Regions from separate parts of the Mus musculus genome. Here region 1 is linked to region 2. A link is a contact called in public Hi-C data. All regions are on one chromosome and are shown on one strand. Each heading gives the region's core, a stretch centred on a gene start, on an enhancer-like site or on the middle of the called end of the contact. The rest is flanking DNA. Distances are from core to core; before and after follow the strand shown. Region 1 holds the start of Gk5 (glycerol kinase 5 (putative)). Region 2 overlaps Xrn1 (5'-3' exoribonuclease 1).

Region 1 (6,330 bases), core at 245-2,744, 83 kb after region 2:
TATCACACACACACACACACACACACACACACACACACACACATGACTGAGCTTCCCCCGATTAGTTGAACACCAGGCAAGCTTTGGAAAAGGGCAAAGGCAAGCTTCGGGAAGGAGGAAATCAAAACTGTAAGCATGGAAGTGTGCCTTCTTTTCCAGGCTGCCAGCAGGCCCTACAAGTTTCTAAGCTTGCCTGGACCTACAACCAATTCTTTAAAGTTTCTTTCCCTCAGGAACTGGGAGAGATAGCTCCGTAGGTAATGTGCTTGCCAGTCAAACATGAGGACCAGAGTTTGGTGCCTATTCACGACAAGAGCATATAGAATCCTAGGGAGCCTTTGGTCCTAGTAAGAGATTGCCTTGAGGAACAAGGTCAAACTTCAGTTGTGGCTCTCAGGTTCTGGCTCTGCCTTCCCTCTGGTATTTGTACAGTTTCAGTTTCTCAAGAGAATCGGACAGCATAGGACTATTAGTCATGCATACAACGCTGGAAAGTCTCTCTCTCTCTCTCTTTCTCTCTCTCTCACACACACACACATTCATGCATGACCAATTGGTCACCAACGATATAGGGCAGACCTGTGCCAGATGGTGCAAATAGGCATTGCTGTGTAGAGACAGACTATTAAGAGAAGCCACAAACAAACAAAAATAAATATGGTGTTCACAGTCAAGCTTCAAGTGACAACCCAAATCCAACTTGGCAAATCTCTGGGAAGCAAGTAGGCTAACAGAGTAATATAAACAAGAAAATATTCCTTTAAGCTGATAAGCTACCCACAAAACATTCTCACGAAATTTAAACTTTGTGTCGCGGCAAAGGCCCTTTAGTGCCATACAAAACTTGGACATCTATTCATCGTTGTGTAATACATGCAAGCTTTTCTGGGAAGACTTCATGAGGAACCTCCTATACTTTTGAATGTCTTCCCACGGACTGGAAAGATGGCTCACTGGTTAAGAGCACTAGTTGCTCTTGCTGAAGACCGGGGTTTGGTTATCATTGCCTACATGGAAGCTTGCAATCGTCGGAGGTCCTCTTCTGACTTCTACATGCATCAGGCACATGTGGCTCACACACATAAATACAGGCAAAAAACTAAGTGAACATGAAAAAAAGTTTAAAATTTTTTCATCTCACTTGATTTTTCCTAACAGATATTCGTAAAAAAGTAATCTGGGCTAGAAGGGAACTAAAAAGTTTCAAAGTAACGGTCGCTGAACGGTGACATCCAGTACAGCGCTGCGGTAAACGCCATCTTTGCCAAATTCCCACGAGCTGCTCGGCGCGCTGCCCTGACGTCACGGTGCTAGGGGCGGAGCGTGGGGTAGCAAGGCTTCCCGAAGGGGCTGAACGAGGCGGGGCGGGGTCTTGTGAAGGGGCGGAGCCTAACTCGTCGAGGGGCGGGACAGGGCGCGGTGTAGGAGGGGCGGGGCCGCGAGCTCTCCGCCCGGGGTCTGGCGTTTATAGCTCCGCGCTGGCCGGCCCGTGGCGACTGCAGTGTTCGGGGTCGCGATGTCAGGGCAGCAGGAGCGTGCAGAGCGGCAGCGAGAGGAACTGAGCGCGTCGGCCTCGCCGCCCTCCCGCTTCGTGCTGGGGCTGGACGTGGGCAGCACGGTGATCCGCTGCCACGTCTATGACCAGACGGCGCGAGTGCGAGGCTCCAGCGCGCAGAAGGTGACTAGGCGCGGCGGGAGGGTCTCGGGATCTGACTGCACCCTAGCTCTTCCTGCACCTCTGGGGGGCTCGGGCCGGCGTGGCCCGGTGTCTGTCTCTCGCTTCCTGTCCCGCGGGACTCAGCGCTCTAGCTTTACCTGGGTGGAACCGAGGTGACTCTCGGGGCAGCGCGGGCAGATTGTGTATATGTGGACAGAAGGTGGTTAGTGATTTGCGTGGTTTTTCTGCACTTCCTCGTCGACCTTTTATGCCTTTTAGCTCTTCAGATTTTGATGGAATATAAAACTGTGGGTTTTTTTTTTTCGGTTGTGTTATTTAAACAATTCGTTGCATTTATTATTTGTGTATCTGTGTGTGCTCGCGTGCTATATGGCACACATTTAGGAGTCAGAGGACAACTTTCTTGGGCATCGGTTTTCTCCTTCCACCATGTTGGCCCGGTCCCTAGGATTGAACTCAGGTCTTCAGGCTTGGCAGAAGTACTTTTACCGCCAAGCCACCTTACTGGTTGCGTTCGTAAAAGTGCTAGGTCCTCACATTAACATTTAACTTCCATGGATATTGGAGACACTGAGCACATTTTGAAAGCTTTGTTATCCTTATTTCTTTCCATCTTTGAGAATTCATTAAAAAGTATCTTCTGGCTTGAGAAGCCTGCCAAAGCATTGGTTGGTCTTTGTTAGCAAAGCCTTAAACCTCAGATGATACTAGTTAACAGCCAACCCCCATTTTAATAAAGCGCTAATTTCTATACAGTGGTCAATGCAGTTGATTGAGTGTAGTGTTCTTATTTACTCCTTTAAATACTAGCATTTTCTAATGTTTAAAATATTAGCGAAGGGATATGAGAGCCATTTAACTTCTTCCTTACAGCACTGGGCTCCCCCCTTTTTTCCCTGTGCTATCCTACATCGACTAGGGTAAAAGTTAAGTAGTGACTGCCTTAAGAATTTACTTTGAGGAAATAGACTAGACGTTCCCTTCAGGGATCTGAGCTAGGAGGTGAGTTGCAGCAACTGCGCTGCTCGCTCTCTCTCTGGCCAGCTGTGTCGGAACACTGCCCACCCACTCAGTCCATCCCTGTCCCAACCTTTAAGGACAGGTCTAAGGCACATACTGAGCTCTTGTCGTATTGCAAGTCTTTATCACAAACACAACGATACTTCTTAGTTTTTCTTACAATTCTAGTCACAAAGTACTTTTGCTGAAACGGTGCATTTTAAATTTTTTTTTTTTAATTAAGGAATGAGAGTTTGGTTCAGGAAGGAGATGGCTCAGCAGGTAAAGAGGACTTCCCAGTCCTCCCTCCTAAGCTTGGATCCCTGAGATGGACAGGGAGAAAGGAGAGCATAGGTTGCCCTCTGTCCTCGGCACTTTAAACTGGCACAAGTGTGCTCCCTACCCTGAAGTAAATATGAAATTTGATAAATTTTTAAGAAGTTGGTAGGCAATACAGCTGCATAGTTGTTGCACAATTTAAGGAAATTTGATTTTTAGAAAGTATTGGGGTTTGGTGGTACATACCTTTAATTCCAGGGCCTGGGAGATAGAGGCAGATGGGTCTCTGAGTTCAAGGCCAGCCTGCCTGGTCTACCGATGGAGCTCTGGCTATGTAAAGAACTGTGGAGACGATGCCTGGGAACTGATGGGAAGAACACTGTCTTTGGGATGCTAAGCATGGTCTTAAACCGTGATAGCTGATGTCAGAACTTAAGGGTGTGCTTCTGGGCAGATAACTACATACAAAAATAAGTTATAGTGGTTTTTGTTTGTGTTTGTGTATTTGTGGTCTTAAGATCTCTCTCTGTATCCAAGGCTGGTCTGGAACTCTCTCTGTAGCATAGGCTAGGTTGGAAATAGGTATCTGCCCACCCCATCCCATCCCTGCTGAGACACCACTAGTCTTTGCTTATGTGGCCATTTAAAAAAATAATTTTATGTCTGTTGTCTCTAGTGATAAAACATGGGGTCTTTCTTTGGCCAACTTTCTAGAAACTTAATCGTGCATCAGATTGTTAGTCCAAGCACACTGGCCTGGCATGTGCAGTGCCCTGGGCGTTACTTCCAACCAACAAAAAGATAAGGAGGCGCCTTCTGAGGCTGTGCTGCAGAGAGCTGAATTCATTAAGAATAAGGTCTTGCTAGTCTACACTGTCGTTTAGCACTTTAGGACTTCATGGGTGGAGAGTAAATGATGAGAGTAAATGCCGGCCTAGTGGTGCACATCTTTACTCCTCGCGCTTGGAGGGCAGAGGCAGTCAGATCTCTGTGAGTTTGAGGCTAGCCTGTTCTTCATAGCAGATTCCAGGGCAAACCAGGGCTGCACAATGAGACTCTGTCTCAGAATCAAAATAATTAAAATGCTAGGAATTCAGTTTACTTCATGGGTTCTGGATGTAGCCTTCTCAGTGGAAGTTACACCCCTTCTTGTATAATGGAAAGATTGTTCATAAAAACCTAAAATCTTAGTGTAGGAGGATTTGATTCATATAGCCAAACAAGGCACATGGAAAGGAAATAAAAAGGGAAAAAGAGACCGTCCTTTGGGTATGTGAGCAGGACGGGCTTCCATTATCTTTAAGTTAAAATTTAAATCCAAACGTGAAACTTTGCATTCGGTTTGTAGGAAGCTGCTCAAGACTCCAGTTATTTTTTTTCCCATTTTTTGTGGTGATGCTGGTTCTATCACAAACACACACACACACACACACACACACACACACACACTCTCACACACACACACACACACATGATTCTGCACATCCTCAACCTTTGTAACTTTAATCCCTCCACCCCCATGGTGCCATTGAGATGTAAGGGTACTTTGCCACCAAGCCTGGTGACCTGAGATCAATTCCTGGGACCCAGGTGCTTGAAGGAGGGAACTGACTCATCCAGGTTGACCTCTGACCTTCTCACGTGCTCTGTGCCAGGTATCTGCACACACAAAATACTAAGACAGTCTTTATAGTGGACAGTTAAATGTTATTGTTAAGTGTTAGAATGCGTGGCCCATATCTGAAGCCCTCACAATGTGTATTGATGTGATTGTTTTGGAAACTGGAGAAAACTCATCGTGTTCTTTCCCAGAAGGACGTCGTGCTACTATGAAAACCATAAAATGTGATGGTGGGAAGAACAGGATAGAAAGGCTCAGCACAGAGGCATCAAGGCCTCCAGCATTGGCAAGCTGTGTTCACTCTTGAAAAAACAGGCTCTGGCTTTTAATCAACTGAAGATGCTTTCTTCTTGACTTTCACTGTTTTCTTCTGTTTTGGCTTAGTCCTCTTCTGTTGGGGGCACATTTCTCACGTTACATGGTTAGGGTTTCCAGTGGTTTGAGCTTGTTCCCAGGGATTAACTGTTAGAATCTTAGACAGCCAGGGTGGTGTTTCCTGGAGCTATAGAATCTGTAAGAGGTGGGTTCTAGGGAGAGATCGTAGGGGATTAGGTGCTTCCTTGTTTTGCACCCAAGAGATGTGGTAACTGCAGGAACACTGCCTTCCTGCTCTCTGCTCCTGTCTCTTCCTCCTACTTCCTCATTCCTCCTCCCTCTCCTCTCTCCTTCCTTCTTCCTCCTCTTCCCCCCTCCTGTCCCTGTCTGTTCATCCTCTCTCCACCCCCCTCCCCACTCCCCCAATTCTTGTGACTTCAAACTCTTGGCAATACTTGTCCAAGACTCCCAAGTGTTCGAATCATAGAGGTGTGCCACCATGCATGGTGGCTATTTCTTGTGTGTGTTTGGGGCACATAATGTTTCCTTCCACCATGATATGATGCAGCCAAGGGAGGCCTTGCTGAACTAAGGGCCCGGGGTGTGTGTGTGTGTGTGTGTGCGTGCGTGTGCGTGTGTGCGTGTGTGCGCGTGCGTGCTGTGATTCTGAACTATCAACCTCCAAAACTGAACTATAAAAACCTCTGCTGTGGGCTGGAGAGATGGCACAGTGGTTAAGAGCACTGGCTGCTCCTCCAAAGGTCCTGAGTTCAAGTCCCAGAAACCACATGGTGGCTCACAACCATCTGTAATGGCATCTGATGCCCTCTTCTGGTATGCAGGTGTACATGCAGATAGAGCACTCACATACATAAAATAAATAAAGATCTTAAAAAACAAACAAAAAACAAAACTGGCCAGGCATGGTGGCGCATGCCTTTAATCCCAGCACTTGGGAGGCAGAGGCAGGCGGATTTCTGAGTTCGAGGCCAGCCTGGTCTACAAAGTGAGTTCCAGGACAGCCGGGGCTATACAGAGAAACACTGTCTCAAAAAAACAAAAAAATAAAAAAAATAAAAAAAATAAAAAAAAATAAAAAAACCAAAACTGGTGAAAATGGACATGGCATGCGCTGTCCAGCAGTGTAGGCGACATAATCTGAAGTCCACCATTAGGTCTAAGGGCTTGGAGGTTTGAAGCAAGGATACCTACATGAAGTTGTTTTGAGAGAGAGAATTTGTTGCAGTTGAAACATTCTAGCATAATTAGAAAAGCCTGGCAAAGTTGATGGAAGGGAAGTAGATGTTGTTAAACTTGCTTCCTAGGGGCACAGGGGAGACTAGCAGACGTCAAACCCATCACCTTGTAACACACCAGGCTTTTCAGGTCTCATCTTGACCACTTCCTCCATGTTGGACAGTTTCTTCAAATGGTACTT
Region 2 (6,777 bases), core at 3,732-6,231:
CTCTTTCCTAGGTTTTCTAACTCCAGGGTTGTCTCCCTTTGTGATTTCTTTATTGTTTCTAGTTCCATTTTTAGATCTTGGATGGTTTTGATCATTTCCTTCACCTGTTTGATTGTTTTCCTGTAATTCTTTAAGGGATTCTTGTGTTTCCTCTTTAAGGACTTCTAGCTGTTTACCTGTGTTCTCTTGGATTTCTTTAAGGGAGTTATATATGTCCTTCTTAAAGTCCTCTAACACCATCATGAGAAGTGATTTTTAGATCCAAATCTTGCTTTTCCTGTGTGATGGTGTATCCAGGACTTGCTATGGTGGGACAATTGGGTTCTGATGATGGCAAGTAACCTTGGTTTCTGTTGCTTATGTTCTTAACGCTTGCTTCCCGCCATCTGATTATCTCTAGTGCTATCTGCCCTGGCTGTATCTGACTGGAACCTGTCCTTCCTGTGATCCTGGTTGTGTCAGAACTCCTGAGTTCAGCTGCCTCTGTGATCCTGTGATTCTGGGATCCTGTGATCCTAAGATCCTGGTTGTGTCAGAGCTCCTAGGAGTCAAGCTGCCTCTGGGCCCTTGAGATCCTGGTGTGACCAAGCTCCTGAGATCCTGAGATCCTGTGGTCCTGGGCGTGTTAGAGCCCCTGGGAGTGGAGCTTCCTTTGGGTGTTGTGAGACTGGCTACGGAGTTTGCACCCAAGGTCTGCTCATGGCACCAGCCCAGACCAGATGGAACCTGTGCCACTTGAAAATTACCTTTTATTAAATCTCTCCAGCCTCTGCTTTTACTTCCTCTTGCAGATTCAACTATAGCAAGTTGTTTCTTTTTGCCCTCTGGCTTTCTCTTCCTTTCATCAAAGAATCTTGAGGTTGGAGGGGTTACTCAATGGGTAAAGTGCTTGGATATGAACTTGGGTCCTCAGTACTCAAGGCATAATGTCACATGTCTGTAGCCACAGCGCTGGTGTTTTGGAGACAGGCACATCCTCGGGGCTTGCTGGTCAGGCACATGTCACTGAAGCGGGGAACTCCAGGGTCAGTGAAGAACCTTGACAAAAAAGTTAGATTGAGAAGTATTCGAGGAAGGCATGAGGACATGAGTGTGTAAGCGTGCACATGTGTGCATCCACAGAGAAAAGAAACAATCTTACGTTTTACTATTGTGCCCATTTATAAACTGTCTTAATTACTGTGGGCTTGTGGGTCTTGCTGGAAAATTGTGTTTCATTTGAAAATATAAACATTAATTTTAAAATCCACTATGGAGGAAAGAACCTAGAAAGGAATGTAAATGAGTTAATATCCTCACCTTTCATAAAATACAAGAAAGTATTCATTTTAGAGCCTTTTTAATGGAAGTTGTTAACATCAGTGTGTCAAGATAATGGAGGGGGTGAATGAGCGGGTCCAGCCACGTTCTTCTGTTACGTGTCCTTATCTCCACTTACACTAAAAGTGTGTTTGTCTTGAAGTAAGCCTAGAGAAAGTTAGAGAAATTTCTAGGGGCCCCGAAAGAGAAAGTTCAGCAGTTAGGAGCACTGGTTGCTCTTGTAGAGGACCTAGGTTTGGTTGCCAGTGTCCATATGGCGGCTCACAACCATCTGCAACCCAGTGCCAGGGGAGCAGATGCCCTCTGCTGACCTCAACCACCAGGCACATATATGGTACACAGACATACATGTAGGCAAAACACCCATTCACATAAAATAATGGAAATCTTTTTAAAAGATTTAAAGAAGGTTCTATTAATGAACAAACATTCAAAGTTTAGCGCTTTCTTTAGTTTCTGTATTTGTTAACTTTAAACAAAGTTAGATTGAATTGTTTCTATTGAAAAGAGGATTTGGGGAAGGTTCTTGTCTTTCATTTACCTTGCTTTCTAACTAACACATAGGGGAATTCTGGAGTGTGATGGCCATTATATTAATGATTCTTATTTCCAAGAGTGGTTTTTGAGTAGTTTTTTAAATTCTATATAGTTTTCTGTGTGTTTTTATAAAAATCTGTGTAATTTTTATTAAATTAACTTTAAAATTTTTTTGTTATATTAAGGTTTTGTTTAATTGATTTTTGAGAATTTTAACTTTCAGGGTGCAGTTCTACCTCAAGAAATAAGTCAAGTAACTGAAGGTCATAAATCTGGCTTTACTGACCACAGTGTCAGACATCAGCAGAGAAAACATGACTCGCAACGAAAATGTAAGTTTTAAGGTAGAAAAGTGTTTGTATGCTATCTTCTTTTTGTTGGTTGTTTTTTGTTTTTTTTGTTTTTGGTTGCTGTTGGTAGGTTGGTTGGTTGGTTGTTTCATTGTTTTTTAAACAAACAGCTTTGTTGAAATATAACTCATACTTTAAGAATTCATCAGGCAAGTGAAATGGCCCAGCAGGTAAATGCTCTTGCCATTCAAGCTTAGCAACTTGAGTTCAATCCCCAAGACACATGGTGGAAGGAGAGAAACAACCTCTAGAGTTAGCCTGTGAGCTACATGTATGCCATGGCGTGCATATGCCCACACATACAGAGGCAGAGAGAGACAAGTAAACCAACCCCATCACTGTAAAGTCTGCACTGATGAAGACAGGGAAGGTTATTAATGCCCCTGCAGGTGGATGCCCATTCTCCTGGTACCTTTCCTAAAAATCAGTTGACCAGACATCTTTGTGGTGAGTTCCAGCCTCCATTCCAATCTGCTGATCTATACACATCTATACACAAAACATGCTGTCTTCCTTACTGTAGCGTTTAGTACAGAAATCAAACAGTTTTGAGTCCCCCAACTTTGTCTGCCCTTTTTCAGGATAGTTCCATTTATTCTGAGTCTTGTATTTCCATATGAATTTTTCATAATTTATCTATTTCTGCAAAAACTGTGCCTGGAATTTTCATAGATCACATTGGATGTGATCTTCAACACTCTGACATTTTCCTGCCCTTGAACACAGAGGCCTTTTCATTTATTTAGTTTTCTCTAATTTTTTCTACTAATATCTTACCATTTACAGTACACGATTCTTACACTGTTTATGTTGAATTTATTCCTACATTATTTGTTTTGATACTATTATTGATGAGGTTATGTTAATTGTTTTTAAAGAAGAGCAGTCCTAACCTTGCCTAACCTCGATCTTAGAGGTAACCTTTCTGTCTTTTACAATCACATGTTATTTTTAGCTATGGGTTTCAGTGTTCCCTATTTGGTGAGGAAACACTCTATTTTTTTCTATTCTTATTTTTACCTAGGAAGAGCTAAATTTTGTTAAATATTTCTTATTTTCTTTCTTTTTTCCCTCCCTCCCTCCCTCTCTTTTTTTCTTTCTTTCTGTTCTAAGGATTAGTACCTCATATCCACCAGGCAAATAGTATACCACTGAGCTAAATATCTACAGCCTTAGATTCTTTTATGAGGGCGTACATGCTCACCTAGGCTCTTCTGCAAGTGCTTGTAGACACATGTGGGTCTGATATCAAGTATTTTCCTCATTCTTTCTTCATCTCTTTCCTTAACTTTTTTGTTATATTTATTTGGTGGATATATGTAGAAGTCAAGAAGGACAGCTTACAGGAGTTGGTTCTTTTTTCCATCATGGCAGCAAGGGCATTTACCCACTGAGCCATCTTACTGGGTCATCTACCTTTTGTTGTTGTTGTTTTTGTTGTTGGATTTGTTTTCTTTTGTTTTGTTTTTCAAGACAGGGTTTCTCTTTGTGGCCCTGGCTGTCCTAGAACTTGCTCTGTAAGCCAGGCTGGCCTCAAACTCAAAAATCCACTTGCCTCTGCATCCTGAATGCTGGGATTAAAGGCCTGTACCACCACCCAGCTGTCTGCCTTATTTTTTAAGACAGGGTCTCTAACAAAATCCAGAGGTCACTGGTTGTGACTGGCCAATGCACTCCAGAGACCTCCCTGTCTTCGCCCTTCCTTCCCCCAGGTAGAGCACTTTCCTAGAATTGCCAGCACCTAGATTTGATCCCAGCATTGGCAGCAGGGAGAAGGGATGAGGAGAGGGAGGCACAGACACGGGAGGAAACCACCCACCTTGAAATCCTTTAAATGCTGTTTCACTGTAGTGAATACTTGATGAATATAGTTGGTGTTTAGTAAGCACTTTCACTTCCCGAATTCTGTTTTCTTGTTTCTAGTTAAGGAAGAATATAAAAGTCCTAAAGCTGAGTGTCAGAGTCAAAAGTTGTCCAGTAAACAGGTAATTTTTCTTTGATATTTTTAATAACTGGATTTTTTTTTATGCACTTGGTTGTTGTATAGCATCTAGTGAATTTTGCAGCCTTCTCCACAGTCCATAAGGACTGCAGTAAAAGCCATAGTCATTTGGATGGATGGTTATACAGCTGGAGTCCACAGTTCAGAATAGAGACATCTGTCATCCTTGTTTTAACACTTAAAGAGTTGAGTGGTCTTGAGCAATTCTTAATGACCTCAACTTCTTTATCTCTAAAATAGAAACAAACTACTGGGGGCTGGAGAGATAGCTCAGTGGTTAAGTGCACTGACTGCTCTTCCAGAGGTCCTGAGTTAATTTCTAGCAACCACATGGTGGCCACAGCCATCTGGAATAGGATCCAACACCCTCTTCTGGTGTGTCTGAAGACAACAACATTGTACTCACATACATAAAATAAATAAATCTTTTTTTAAAAAAAGAAATAAACTATTGGTTACTTAGAGCTTTTCTCATGTATTATAAAATATGTGGGAGTATCTATTTGTACATAATGATAGGTTAATTCTCCACCAGTGAAATGAGCCAATTCGAGCCAGATTAGAATATATTAAAGGCAGGTAAGTTTGTTGGGAATTTGCTCTCAGGCAGGCAGGTTCGTTGGCCCCGGGGATTGAGGCCAGGGAAGTTACCATGGGGAGTGGGGAGGAGAAAGAGGGAAAGCCCGAGCAGAGAGCGAAGAGAAAGAGGAGGAGGGGCGGGGTCAGAGACCAAAATGTCTGAATTCTACAGGAAAGAGTCTCTGAGAGAAGGACAACCCAGCCTCTGGGCTGGAAAATTCAGGGGCAGGGGCAGGGGCAGGGTGTGCTGGGTAGGGACTGAGGGATGTTGAGAGAACCAGGAAGCCAGGTCTACTCATAATAAAATTTGCACCTGGGTCCCTTGTCCCAGTCCTAAACCAAACATCCCAGCGTTTTGTTAATTATAAATAAATAAGGTACTCTGTGATTGGCCATGACTACTTCTTGCTGACATTGGGGTACATTTTTGTTTATGGGGTATGGGCAAAAATCTTGAAAGTTGGTCAAGTCCAGGAAGGGCTGGTTGGTTTACTGCTGTCCAGGTTGAAGCAGTCTATGAAGTTAGGCCAAAGTACCTATGGGTAACTGGGAGCTTTCCTAGATGGAGTTCTGAGAGAACATCTGGAGCAGAAGATAGGAATTTTAGGGAGAAAAAAAATTTGTGTGGTGTATATTTGAAATTCTTAGGCCTATGGTCTTGAGAGTTGGGGGGGGGGGGGAGTGCTGTCCCAGGACCAGGGAAAGGGAAATAGGTCCCACCCTCAGGAATGGGCAGGTGGGGAAGGAAACAGCCTGTTAATTAACAGTACTTATCTTGAGTCCATTTGTCTGTGGGAGGTGGATTCTAGTAGAGTCCCTGAAGCTTACAAGAATCTAAGTTAATACATACACTGGTAGCAAAGTCAAGCTGTATGGAGTTAGAGTGGGGAGAGCCGAGGTCATACATCTTATTTGTTTTACTGTCTAGGCTTTAATAAGGAACATGTAAATGTGTTAGATAAGAATCAAAGAGTTTGGCATGCATAATTATGTATATCTGTATGCATACATTCCATACTTTAACAAACATTTTTAATGGCTCTCTTGGATTGGGAACATCCCTCTGTGATGAGCACTTCTGTGTGAAAAGTCCTGGTTTTCTGCCATTGTAGAAAACAAAAAGTGGCCAGACTTGGGACCAAATATTTTTTAGAAAAGTTGTCATGTAGCACAAGCTGGCCTCTTAACTCACTTAGGCCAGCCTTGAATTCATCCTTCTGCCTCTGCCTTCAAAACAGTCCTGAGGTTAGAGGTGTGTGCCACTATACCCAGCCAAAATAACGGGGGTTTTTGTTGTTTGTTTGTTTTAAATATGTTTATTTATTTTATGTATATGAGTACACTGTAGCTTCAGACACACCAGAAGAGGGCGTCAGATCCTGTTACAGATGGTTGCTGGGAATTGAACTCAGGACCTTTGGAAGAGCAGTCAGTGCTCTTAACCTCTGAGCCATCTCTCCAGCCCCAAAATAACGTTTTTAAGAGTAAAATAAGATATGTAAGTTTGAGAGAAATAACAGTACTGAAACACAGTTAGGATCTGGTAAGATTCATTGTCCTGTTTTCTTCCTGACCTTTAGGTAGAGGCTCCTGTCTTAAATTCTGATCCGTTAGAAAGAAAGGGCTGTTTTCTTTCTCCATTCATTCATTCATTCATTCATTATGTGCAGTGCTCTGCCGGCATATATGCCCGCATGCCAGAAGAGGGCACAAGACCCCACTCACTATAGATGGTTGTGAGGCACCACGTGGTTGCTGGGAATTGAACTCAGGACCTCTGGAAGAGCAGTCAGTGCTCTTAACCACTGAGCCATCTCTCCAGCGCCTTTTTCCTTTTAAGATTGCTCATCCCATCATGAGAGTTCCTCTTCATGAGCTCATCTGAAGCTGGTTATCTCTGTTGAGGTGGGATATACAAATATACAAACCATATCAGTGATTACAGTCTATATCAAAATTGAAAGAAATGTAAATCTTACAGGTTAATGA

What was found. Hi-C and Micro-C count contacts between places; a contact is called where the count stands out from the background.
Region 1: a contact with region 2 is called in a Hi-C map of morula, with 2.0 times the contacts expected there. The contact joins the promoter of Gk5 here to the enhancer-like site in region 2. A contact is called at or near these places in 2 of 39 promoter capture datasets (the C10 cell line and macrophages), 6 of 484 Hi-C or Micro-C datasets (the G1E-ER4 cell line, embryonic stem cells, morula and 3 more), 5 of 115 datasets of contacts at active chromatin or transcription factors (the SCID.adh cell line, embryonic stem cells and stem cell-derived neural progenitor cells) and 2 of 9 other capture datasets (adipose tissue and pancreatic islet).

The regions. Positions count from the first base shown.
Region 1 is chr9:96,117,935-96,124,264 of GRCm38.p6, forward strand. Gk5 (glycerol kinase 5 (putative)) reads left to right here and starts at 1,495. Exons shown (of 16, transcript NM_001368879.1): 1 at 1,495-1,678. The coding sequence starts at 1,517.
Region 2 is chr9:96,031,505-96,038,281 of GRCm38.p6, forward strand. It overlaps Xrn1 (5'-3' exoribonuclease 1), which reads left to right. Exons shown (of 42, transcript NM_001311130.1): 33 at 2,081-2,189; 34 at 4,131-4,192. Among named protein-coding and RNA genes, the nearest start is that of Gm16794, 72 kb to the left of the region's middle. Within about 2 kb of position 4,982, at least 8 of the 459 cell types and tissues checked have an H3K27ac peak or open chromatin away from gene starts, as enhancers often do. A contact at or near this core is called in morula, where this site is marked.